Regions from separate parts of the Sus scrofa genome. Here region 1 is linked to region 2. Evidence: chromatin contacts called from public Hi-C data. All regions are on one chromosome and are shown on one strand. Each heading gives the region's core, a stretch centred on a gene start, on an enhancer-like site or on the middle of the called end of the contact. The rest is flanking DNA. Distances are from core to core; before and after follow the strand shown. Region 1 overlaps LOC102164776. Region 2 overlaps LOC110255448 (a long non-coding RNA gene).

Region 1 (6,681 bases), core at 2,278-4,777, 530 kb before region 2:
GCATTTTTCCCTGCGCAGGTCTCACTCTGCACACAGTAAGCTACTCCTAAAGAGGACTGGCGTTTACTCGTGCCGGTGGTGGTTCTGCCAGTGCTTGCATTTCCCAGTTGCTCCGGATCTATGATTGAACGGGATGGTTCATGGGCCCTTTCCCCTCCCCAGGGCTGAGCCTTCCATGTGTGACTTAGCTCAGTGTTCCCTAAGCCTTAATATTTGGGGAAGATTTTGCCTTGGCTAAAAGACAAACGCATTTCTCTTCTTCAGCACCTGTTTATCTTGACTAGGCTTGTAGCACCAACAATGGGCTAGAAAGGGACCAGAAGAGAAACAAGCTGGGATCTCATTCTCTACAGCAGACTTCCCAGGGGCGCTGTGGTGGGCTTGGGGGTCGGGGTGGGGACTGGGAGGGCTTAAAGGTGTTTACCTGAGATACAGATGGTTGGAGGTTTCTTATAGTGGTAAACTATGTAAAAGCAGTTTTGATAACTATTTAGAAATTTTTAATTCTATTTGAACATTCATTGTATAGCTTCATCTGTAAACTTCCTGACTTCTGTAATAACTGTTTAGGTATTTGAATCTCTATGAATACTGCCCCCCCACCCCAACAAGAATGACCTGAGAAGATATGTACGTACAGTTTAGTTCCCCCTGATATTCCTGTTAAAATGTCCTGGTACTAGTTTTATTATTTTTTAGTTATGATTTGTTTACTATCCATGATGTTCTTTGGTTTGACCTGCCCTATAAAATGTTGGATTTTTTTCGAATTTCATTTGCTCTTATAGTTTATATTTTTTCTAAAAATATAGGAGGCACATGTGATTTTAATCATTACATTTTTAAAGCAGACCTTCCATTAGATGTTTCTAAATGGAAAATGATTTATTTTGCTGGGAAAGTTTACACAAAGTCCATATTGAATATCATCCATAATATTTTCTAACTTTAAAAATAAGTAATAAAATTTAATTTTCTTACTAAGTCTCGAATAGACTCGCCCACATTCTTTCCACTGTATCCCAGTTATGCAATTGTTACAACTTCCTGTGTGTAATGACGTGAAAAAGGTAGGGCAACATTCCCATAAATTCTTGTTGCAGTTTTTCACCCTGGGAGATTGGGTGCAAGTGGAAAGAATGTTAATCTTGGTGTGGGGTGTGTTAGGGAAATCCAAGGTGTTGCTGTTTTCGCTTTTAAAGTTCCATTTGCTAAAATAGTGAAGTAACGAGCGCACGTGAAACTTAGAGATCTTTTGCAATGACAGACACTGTCTGATGGGAATGGATGTGTTTCTGCAGGTTCATACCTTGCCAGCTGCATCTCCCTTGCTTCTTCCAGGACAGAGTGGGTTGAAAGAGCCAGCAGGAACTGAAAAGGTAAATGTCACTATGTCCAGCCAGCCACACTTTGAAATTCAGTATGGACTTAACAAGATTCCAGTGTCATTGAATTCATCCAAGTCATGAAACCACATTTAAATGAAAAGCCAATGATAACCCTCCTATTTAAAAATAACTGAGCAAATGTTTTCATATTGGATGAAATATTTAAACGTCATCTCTGTTGAATAAATAGGCTCAATGCAGGAGGAAAAAACACAAAACATCTGAAACAGACCTTATATTACTCTTCTGGAGGTGTGTGCCAGGAGCACCCGTTACTTCTGGGGGACTAGGGGAGAGGTCAGGGCTGAGGAAGTGCACCTGCAGCTTTGGATGCTCCCCCCCCCCCCATTCCTCCCCTGCATGGGGACAGGGAGGAAGGAATAGGCATGAACTTAGGGGTCTCAGGAGTGAGGCTGCCACATTTAGCACATAAAAATACAACAACACAGGCAATGTTGGGGATACACATGTACTAAAAATTCTTTATCTGAAATTCAAATTCACATGGACATTCTCTTTTTATCTGGCAACCCTACTTAGGAGGAGCTGGGGAGAGAAGGATCTGGGAAGACATAAAGAAGCAGGAAAAAAAAAGTAGTCTATAACATAGCATGAATTTTATAGCAGCGGGTGGTGACAACAGCATCATTCTGTGTCCTGTGCTTGGAATGAGATTTGCACAGGATTTCTAAGGACACATGGGGGTAAGAGGCTGGTCGGGGGGTGGGGGCTTCAGATGTGATGAGTATTCTTGAAAAAGACAGAAGATGGCCCACAAAATGAAGAAGACTGGAGTTGAGGAAGGACATTCCAGGCTAAACAGAGCAAGTCCTAAGGCACAGAGGGTGAAACAACGCTATCTGCCTCCTCCTTCTGGAGTATATATACTCTGAGACTTTCTGCTGTTGAGACATCTGTGGTGTGAACCCTATTCCATTGCAGGCAGTAGATTGTAGGACAGACCCCAGACTCATTTACTAGTTGAGCAGACCCTGCTTTTTGCAGAAGGTGGAGAACAAATATGTCAAATGTTTTGCTTTTCAAGCAGTGCACAATTTTGCATATATGTATATGCACGTAAGTAAACACAGAGAATTGATTTATAAAACATCAGCCCTTAAGCATCTCGGATTGCTTCCCCACAAGAGAAGTAACGAAAGTAAACCAAATGGAAAAATAAGTAAAATTCCTTGCATTCCCTAAGTCTTATCCCTGAGCCAGCCCACACTGCTTCAGTAGAGGAGGTAAACTCTCTATGGCGAGTCTCAGCAGTTCACTGCTTTTGAATGTTATCTCTCAGAGGAGAGAGATTGTCCTATAGCCTCTGTGTGACACTTTTATCCCCTGCTTAGAATTTCCTGATTAAAGTTCTTCAAGTTATGCCACTGCATAAAATAAATAAGTAGAACCATGCTTTCTGCCCTTTGCGGCAGAGAAACTGAGGAGCCTGGGGTGTATGTGGGAGGGTATGTGTTTTGGAGGCAAGCTTACCCCGAGATAAGAACATCAAGAAGGTGGCTTCATCTGGCAGCTTTCAGTGGAGATAAATTTCTTTTTTGTGTGTCTTGTTTAAAAATGTTGCTTTCCAGAGCTCCACTGACAAGATTAAGTGGGGTTTTGTTCTTGTTTTGTTTTGGTGGTGGTGGCGGTGGTGGTGGTGGAGGTGGAGGTTTATTTGGGGACTTACACTTTACCCGTCAGCCGTCCATAGGTCAGAGTCTTTGAGCTCTAGGAGTGTTTATCTTGCCCTTTAAGTGAATACTAGATGTTGTTTTTCTTTTTCTTTGCATCATGCTTCCTGCAAGTACTGACCATTCAAGGATTTTACTCAGACCTATGAGGACCTATCTTGGTTTTTCTTTAGCAGAGACATGTCCATATCTGGCTGTGTGTGTCACCTGGGCAATATGCCATGTTGGGCACCATGTGGAGAGACCAGTCGGTCCCCTTTGCCTTTCTTGGCCCTAGTGCCTCTCTCTGAGGCGGAATCAATCCTTCATTTTCCTTGGGCCCCACAGAGGGTTGGCTTCTGCTCTCCTGCGCCACCTGCTGTAACCAGCTCCAAATGCACCCTTCCCAGGCTCCAGCCCCAGGCTCCCAGGAGGAGCCAGAGCCAAAACCTCAGACGAAGCAGATGTCATTTAGGCTGCCAGATTTCTGCCCCGGTCTTATCTGCGCTGCCTCCACTGGCTCACCCGATCAGAATCCCAAGTGTCCCCAGATGACATTGCCTCAAGTCACGCAGACCCTGAGCTCCTTGGCCAGAGAGGGGAGGCTGCCAGTTTGGGGGCTGGTGACCAGGGGCTCCTGCCAGCTTTCTGCATATGTGGTCAGTGGAGGCCAGCCTCTGCCCAGCAACAAAAACGCAGATGGACTTCTGTCACAATGTCAACATACCCAGGGCACTGATCCTTCCATGGGCTCTCCCACGTGTTCCCAACATGTTCCCTGATTGGGCCACTAGTTTTCTCCCAAGCTACTCAGGAAGTGTAAAATGTGTTGTGCTTTTTAGCACTCTGGACTTTTTTACATTCTCCCCAAATGGAGTGATTCTTCTGATGGAGGCACCGCAAATAAAGGAAAATGCTGCTTTTTCTTAGTTAGATGAAGTACCCCTGTTTATTCCCTATTCTAGGTTAGAGATCTCTGGATGGCCTGGGATTTTGGCATCTGTTTATTCTCTGTCAGCACAGTCTGGCACGGAGTAGGTGCTGCACGGCAGCTTATTGAATGCATACATTCTCTCTGGCCAAAATCCTTCTTGAAAGTCCTTTTCTAGTCATCTGTTAAAAATTAAAATGGTCAGATTTGGGGTTCTGATAGTTCATACCTGATTTAAGCCTGAAAAAATGAAGGCTGACTTGGTAGAAAGAAATGAGTGATAGCAGTGATTTTTTTTTTTTTTAAGGCTGTACTTGTGATATATGAGTGTTCCCAGGCCTAGGGGTCGAATCAGAGGTACAGCCGCCAACCTACGCCACAGCAACACAGGATCCGAGGGACCTACACCACAGCTTACTGTAATGCCAGATCCCCAACCCACTGAGTGAGGCCAGGGATCAAACCCGTATCCTCATGGATACTAGTCGGATTCGTTTCTGCTGTGCCACAGTAGGAACTCCCATCAGTGATTTCTGAGGGTGCTCTGATAAGAATGAAGACAGTTACCAGTTGTTATTGCATGAGGTTGAAAGAAATAATGTCTGCATGTGGGATCAGATACGAGTTAGAACTTCCTGAGTGCAAAGGTTACAGGAGACTCTTATAAATGACACATGGGGGTTTATGCCAGCAACTTCTCCAATGATAGGTACACATCCATTTAGTTCAGCAAATCTTTACTCTCCTCCTCCATTGCACCAACCCCGCACTAGAAGCTGGAGTTTAAAAGACTGATAAAGTACGTGCCTGACCACAAAGAAGACTTGAGACAAATGACATTGAACAAACTTCAATGTCATGTCCCAAGCGCTAAGAGAGAGACGTGCCTGGGGCATTGTGGGAACATGATGAAGAGGCACAGACTCCAGCTGTGTAGTCAGAGAGGGCTTCCTGGAGGAGATGGTACATGGACTGAGGTGAGAAATGTCTCAGTGAATAAAATGGAGTCACTGCAGGTCAGGAAAAGTGAACAGCTAGACTAATTGATGTAGAAACCCTTTCAGACCATAGAAATTTCATTCAGCCCTTTTGAGTTGAGTCATCTGAAAAATATTGTCCTGCAGGACGTGTGTTACAATCTTGGTGGCAAAAAGGGGCTCCATTTTCTCATTTTCTGTTCCATGTTTGATCTGACACGTCATCGGGATAGCATTTCATCATTTGAGGAGGAAAAAGGTAAAGGAGGGGACTTATTTTCTTCTGCATCCAAGGGTCATGGGCCCGTGAGCAGCCTGCTCCAAAATTCAGCACACTGCAGAGCGAGCATGGCCTCGATGCATCAAACTTGACATATTTGGGGGCTGTCCGTGGGGACTCTAGACCGGGCATTCTCTGTACCATCCAGGAGGCCCCAGCGAGGAAGGCTGGGGCCGGCCTGCCTGCCTGCCTGCTCAGGGAGAATGAACTGCTACCTGGAAACGCTCACAACAGCTGCTCTTTGAATTCCGGCAGATTGTTTTACCAGGCTCCATTGTACAGGTGGGAAAGCCAAGGCTGAAGAACACGGAGCAGCTTCCTAGGTCCTGAGGAATAAAGGGTGGTAACCGTGGGTTAATTTGACTTCTTTTCAGTGCCACAGCAAGTACATACCCAGGGTGGGAACCTCTCAGAGGCGGTTTTCCCAGAAGTGCTTTTGAAATGGCAAGCCAGTTAGCAATGATCTGTTTCCACTGGATACCCTGCTTCTGGGGCTGGCATCAGGGGGGGTGGGGGTGGGGGGTGCCCAGCCTCCTCCGGGGAGGTCACGCAGGTCCAGCCGTGGCAGCTGGTGCCGCCGGGCCCTGGACCACCAGAGAAAGGAATCTGCGGAAGGACAAAGGGTGCTGCATGGACGGCCGCGGACCTGCGCCCTCCACGCCCACTCGCCCGAGGCGGGCCGGCGGCGGGTTGGTGCCAGGCTCTGTGCTGCTCCTCCACCCCCTTCCCGGGCCCCCAGCTCCTCTGCCTGCTCTCAAAGCTCCAGCCGTCCTGAATGGGGCTTTGTGTGTGCCCCAGGGACTGGCTCGGGGGAGCCCTGATGGAAATGCTGGACAGCGATGTCTCCCCTGGATCCAGGCAGCTCGGCGCAGGGCCCATCTCGTGGGAGGCAGGTCTTTATTGTGCTGCCGATCCTTCCATATCTGAGAGAGAGCCGGACCTGCATGAACGTTCTGCCCCCCTGCACAGTGGAGTTAAGTGCAGGGCCACGGGGCTGACGGGGCCTGGGTCGCTTCCGGAGCTCTCCTTCCCACACTCTCTCTTTGCTCCTTTGCCCCCAGAGGTGGCTCTACCAATGTCATTGCACAAGAGGTGCAGTGAAATGGTCACTCTTTAGGTGCCAGGCCTTGCATTACCCACTTTATCCTGTTGAATGGAATCTTCTCAGCAATCCTGTGAGATATGTCATCTCTTATCCCCCTTTTTCAAGTGAGGAAACAAACCAAGGTTGGGAATGTTAAGCCACTTACCCTGCTAATTCCCAGCACCTGCTGGATGGGGCTCTGCTCTTGCCTCCGCCTTCTTGCCTTCAAGATGGGGATAATGGCCTCAGGCTAAAGCACAGGGCTGGGCTCTGGCTCCCACCCAGCTCTGGCCTAGCGTCCTGCCCTAATGAGGGGACAAAGGTTAGTTCTGGGTGTCTGGCTGACACTTC
Region 2 (5,841 bases), core at 287-2,786:
TGAATGTATTTGCCAATTAGGTGGTAAAATGGGTAGTTCTGGATGGAGGCTGGACATGGGGAAAGAGGGAGAAGGAGGTGTCCAGGATGCCAGCCAAGTGTCTTTCTTGAACACTAATATGGGTGGAAACATTCTTCCCTTGAGAAAACTATACAAAGGTGAAGATGCAAATTGAGTGGTGGATGGAAGAGATGATAGACATGCTAAATCTAAAGAACCTGGAGGACACTGATATGGAAAGTCCTGATTTCTGGCACCTCCCCTTGGCAGTTTGGGAGAGCTGGGCTGGAGCTGTACACCAGCAGCTATCACAACAGAACAAATCCTTAAAACCTTTGGGAGGACAAGATCACAAAACAGGGGCGTGAGGGGGTAGAGCTCAAGACAGAGCCCAGAAGAGAACCAACATGCAAAGCCCTGCCAAAGGATGAAGTTTCCACAGAGAACAATGAAGCAACCAAGAGATGGGAGAACAGACAAATGCTGCATACCACAAGAGCCCAGGAAGGGAAGAGAGAATTTCAAGGAGGATGCAACTGGGGACAGGATGCTTCCAACTCATGCAGAAAGCCAGTGGGAGGGTACTGATGTCTCACCTGATTGAGTACTTATTTTGCATTCTAGGCACCAATCATCTGATTTGAGCTACAACAGCCCCCCATGGGTAGGATTGGAAACAGCACTGCTCCAGCTCTCCTGCCAGAGACCGAACTAATGCAAGACACCAATGGCTCCCACTCCAGTGCTCCTTTTCCCTACTGCCTTTTCCCTGGCCTGCCTGTCTAGCCATTGATTTCTCCGAAGTGTCCCTCGGGCTAGGGGACCCAAATTCTCTGTACTGTAAAACGTGGTATACACCAAGATATTTGAGACTTTGGACCGCTGCCTTCCTGGCCCACCCTGAAGCCAGCAGATTTTCCAGCCAGAAGAGGAGGAGGCCAAGTAGCCTCCAGGAAAACAGTACCTATTCCTACGGACACAGAGCAGCGCCCCTCCCAGGCCCCCCTCCATTATTCTGTTATTATTCCACAGCTGATGGCAAAACTTCTGCAGAATGAGTTATCGCTGCATCCCTGAGGGGATGGACAAGTGGGAACATCTCTAGCAGGATCCCCTGCACTTCCTCCTCTCCCTTCCCATCCCATCCCTCAGGTTGGCATCCTTCTCTTTCCTTCCCGGGCCTTATATAGTCATGCGGTTTCACAAGTCCCAAGGCAGACTGTCTGCCAACACATCCAACCACTCTGCTGCCAAGGCGATGGCTGAGGCGAGTCTCAAACTCCGCATCGGAGCCAGACACCGAACATATCTATTTTCTGCTCCTCCAGTAAGGCACCCGAGGCAGCCTGGGGGCCCTGGGTCTCTTTCCAGTGCGTGCCTCAGGCACTCCACAGATGCTTGCAAAGAGGTCAGGATGCCAGGGGGCGTGGGCCTCGGTGGCCAGGATTGGACCGGGTGGGGGCAATTGCTGGCTGCCTACACTTGGACGCGAGCAGGTGCGAACCACCGCCCAGCTCCCTCTCCCCGCGGGTGCGCAGGCAGGGCTGCACAGCTCTTTGTGTCTGCGGCTTGGCTGGCTGTGTGCGCTAGACTGGGTGGGGTGGGGGAAACCGGAAGCAGCAAATCAGCGTCTGGGTCTTGAAAAATGCCTACAAGGGTGGACATTTTCATGAGAAACCCCTGCACATTTGGAGAGAGCAAGTCTGCCTGTGCAGCGCCCCTCCCCTCCCCTCCCAGGCCCCCTCCCTCCTCCACGTTCACTCCCTAACGCCTCGCCTCCCCCCTCCCCAGTCATCTGGATCTCGTTGTCCTTGCACTTTCCCAGCTGCCCGTCTGCATTTCCAGCCCTGCACGTGCACAGACACACCCGTGCCCCCAGCACCCACCCTGCGGCCCCCTAACCATGACCACCCCACGCCGTTCACAGATTCATAAAGCAACCCCTTCCCTGGCTCCAAACCCCTTAACAGAATAAGCCCTTTATTCCAAAGCAGAAATAGAAAAGTCCTTGGGTATAGTTAACAGGAGCAAGAGAAACCACGGGAAGGCTTTTTGTGGGGGAAAGTGGGTGGGAACTTCTGTAGTTTAGGGTATTTTAGTCACCCCCCTCCCAAAAAATATACTATATGAACAATCTACTTCTCCACTTTGAGGGCTTCCCTGAAAAAAGACTGAAAAGGAATCTTCAGAGAATGCTCCCAACAAAATGTTTTCCCCTCACTTCACCTAAAGGCCTCTTGCTACATTCAGGTTACTGTTCATTTTATAGTTTATGTTAATAAGACGAGCTGAAAAAAGAGGCAAAAATCTAGGACATTGTTGCTTTAAGAATCTAGACTAAAACACCTTAAATGAACTCTGCAGCAGACAGATGAAAAAAAAAAAAAAAAAAGGCCCTTCTCTGGCCCTTGCTGCTTTTGCCATTATTCATGATGTAATTTTTCAGGTGTTAGTTTGGCAGAGAAAGATTGGAATTGGGCTTGTTGCTAGGACATGAATGAAGGAGAGGAATCCCATTGGTTCTCTGGGACTTCTCAGGAGCCAATGGGAATGAAGGAGATGGAGGTGGAGGGGGCGGGGAGTAACAACAACAACAAAAAGACTCTGGCTGGACTTTTGTATTTGCTATGTTAAAGCGGGATACTGTAAATTTATTGGGGGGGGTAGTCTGTTTTTTTAAAGTGTGGGCGAGTAGTGTTGTCCGAGAGATTAATGCTGAATTAAGAGGCAGCTTTGTTCACACTGTCCTGGGTTTCACGAATAGCTCACTGTCACCAGAAGTCTAGAGCAGTATGCAAACGAGGCTGGGCACATTTCACCCCCTTACACTTTTGTGGGGAGGGGTGGGGTGCAACTAAGCTAGGGCTGGAGTCGCGGGAGGTGGAAGTGTAGGTGGAACAGGGCTGGATTCTTCCTCTGGTCTTGATCACCATTAGGTGAACCCCAAACACCCTTTGGCAATGGAAGTGAAACGTTTTTGTATTTAAACTAGGGGCTCATCGTGTTCCCTGCCCAAGGTTTTGGAGCCACCGCCCAACTCACTCCCTCTGCCTCTCAGTGGGTCACTAGTGAGATCTGGTCCAGCGAAAGCTCCAGTTCTGAAAACAACCTCCTGTTGCCACAGGAAAATGTCACTGGGTTTCCAGACCTGGGCTATAAAACATTCATCCACTTAAGCCTTTCGAGTCTCAGCCTTCTTCCACCAGCTAGCAAAGTATTAGTAGTCTTGTGTGCCAGTCATGCTCAGAAGCTTGATCCTTCCTTGCAAACTTGGGCAGGAAGAGAAGTTTGATCCCTGCTGGGCCCCATCTTTCCTTCCATAGATGGTGTAGACTTGACAAGCATCCACCTCCCTTGCCATTTTCCAGTCCAGGCTCTGGCTGTAATCCACACCTTTTCTTTAATAAAACGTGCAGGGTGTGTGTGTTGGGTGACTTGAAACACAGATGCAATAAACTGACTTCTTATTGGGTTATAGACCTGGCCAGTTTATTTACACCCTGGAGGGGGCTCTGCCTCTGCCAGATTCCTAACTTCAGAGATTCTGTGGTTGAAATCCAGCAACATAAAAGGATTTCTCCTTGTAATCGGAGCACTTCCTAAGACCACAGGCAGATTCAACCAATTAACATCTCTGATTGCAATAGAATATTTTAGGAGATTCGAAAGGACCAGGAGCATTTTCAACCATAAGCTTTTACTGGATCCATGGCAGGAATTGATCTGATTATCAATTTCTTTCTTGTGGATTTCTTTGACTTCCCAAGATTTGAGGAAAAAGGGTGTGAAGGATGAGCAGAAAATGGGAGGAGATAAAAGCAAAAAGGGGATGATTTTTAGAAGAGGTTTTTCTTTTCTTTTCAGCCACATAAATCTCAGGCTCTACTCACAACCACCCGTCAGCATTGATAGAGAACACAGCTCCAAGTACAGACCCTAATTGCACCCTTCAGGTGACAGGTAGCATGTGTGCTTCAGTTCAAAGCCAAAGTTGAGGTTGAGTAAATCTGATTTCAGACAGTCAGCATTTCAAAATAAAAGCATTCAACCTAAGCCCCAAACAGGAGGTCTCCTTGCAGCCTTTTACAGGGAATCCTGTGAGATGCACCTCAGTCAAGTTCTCTACTCAAACCTCACTTTGTTCTCAGTCCTAGTAAAACCTCAGATTGCTTACAAAGCTGCCTGGCTTGAACGAAGCAGGGGCTCCAGAAACTAGTGCCGTGGAGTGTAAAATGCATGGGAATGATGTTGCAAGTAGCCAGCCCACAATGAGGAGTGAGGGGCCAGGCAGCCTCCTATGGGGGAACAAAAGGGTCCCAGAAAAGAAGAAGGAAGGTTACATGATGTCTTCTGTCCTCCCAATGCCTTAACTAATTAGGGGCCCTTTTATATTTATTGGCAAAATAGGTAAAGATCCCAAGATCTGAGCTCTTTCATTGAAAAAGAGAGAGAAAAAAATATGGGGCCAGTTAATCAATATTAGAGCTTTATCATTTAAATGATACATATTGTATTCAAGGCCAGCCTCTAACTTCAAGTCTCTACATATCAAATTTAGATATTATTAACTCTATATAAAAGTATCATCAGCATTCCCTTCATGGCACTGTGGTTAACGAACCTGACTAGGATCCATGAGGATGTGGGTTCAATCCCTGGCCTTGCTCAGTAGGTCAGGGATCAGCATTGCTGTGAGCTGTGGTGTAGGTCACAGACACGGCTCGGATCCCAAGTGGCTGTGACTGGCAGCTGTAGCTCCAATTCAACCTCTAGCTTAGGAATCTTCATATGCCCCAGATGCAGCCCTAAAAAGAAAAAAGAAAAAAGAAAAAAAAGCACTGTCATTCCTTGTTGAAAAGAACTACCAAAGGCCCTGAAAGTTATGAGGTCTGCTTAGTGACACCCAGTCTGCCTGGGTCAGGAGCTGGGAACCCCCATTCTGAGCAGGAAAGGACCCTACACCCACAAACTTTAGAAATGAGCACATTTTCATTGCCACTGTGTCAACCATGAGCTAATTATGTTTTCCTGCAAGGGAAGCAAATTATATTGATTGTACAATAAGAGCTATTGTCATGCACAGTTTATTCATCATGACTCAGAAAGATGCAAAAATATTGACTTGCTCAAAATAGTATTTTACTTTTGCCTCCAGACAGCAGTTTTTAAGGCACAGAATGACCAGAGATAGTTGTGTTAACCAGTCACAGGGAAGAAATATGACAGATGGGAGTTATGGGGACAAACCCATGATTTGTGAATGACAGATCACTGCCAGGGAAAGGAAACATGTCTTAGACTTCACGAATTAACCTGGACTATTACATTTTTAAAAAAAATTCTTTAAAACTCTCAACATTACCTACAGTATCAAGAAAATAACGAAGCCCACTGACATCTCTGAAAAGAAGGTGATTAATTAAAGTAATTAGGCTACACTGAATTATTAAAATATGAAATCTTCTGTAGGGACGACTGAAAAAGGCAGAACATTCTTGCAGTTCAAAAATTAAAACCATATTCCAGTTCATTAGCTGAGATAGGAACTCGTATGTTTTAGCCTACAGTCTTATTCACATATGCGTAAGTGGCTAATATTGCACACCTTTGTAATGGTTCTTGTAAAAGTAAAAAAAAAGCAACAACCTGACTTCAATTATTTGATTGCTTGTAGGGCAGAGGAGATCTTTTGAAAGAATGACAACCAGCCTTTCAGGTTTACTTTGAAAAATGCCCCCAGGCTTTGAAATGCCAGGTGTGTTGGGGCCTGTGACTAGAGTCAGACTGGGGACAGTGAAGGGCAGAGAGGCACCTCTTGACACATTCCCCGGCTGTGTCTTC

Evidence for each region. A called contact is a pair of places that touch in the nucleus more often than the background predicts.
Region 1: a Hi-C map of skeletal muscle shows a contact between it and region 2, with 3 times the contacts expected there. The contact joins two enhancer-like sites. A contact is called at or near these places in 2 of 47 Hi-C or Micro-C datasets (adipose tissue and skeletal muscle).

Annotation. Positions count from the first base shown.
Region 1 is chr9:49,215,922-49,222,602 of Sscrofa11.1, reverse strand. LOC102164776 reads left to right here. Exons shown (of 5, transcript XM_021063017.1): 3 at 1,302-1,379. Among named protein-coding and RNA genes, the nearest start is that of MIR100, 61 kb to the right of the region's middle. Within about 2 kb of position 3,527, at least 28 of the 83 cell types and tissues checked have an H3K27ac peak or open chromatin away from gene starts, as enhancers often do. A contact at or near this core is called in adipose tissue and skeletal muscle, where this site is marked.
Region 2 is chr9:48,682,221-48,688,061 of Sscrofa11.1, reverse strand. The region is part of intron 1 of LOC110255448 (a long non-coding RNA gene); the gene reads right to left. Among named protein-coding and RNA genes, the nearest start is that of SORL1, 250 kb to the right of the region's middle. Within about 2 kb of position 1,536, at least 41 of the 83 cell types and tissues checked have an H3K27ac peak or open chromatin away from gene starts, as enhancers often do. A contact at or near this core is called in adipose tissue and skeletal muscle, where this site is marked.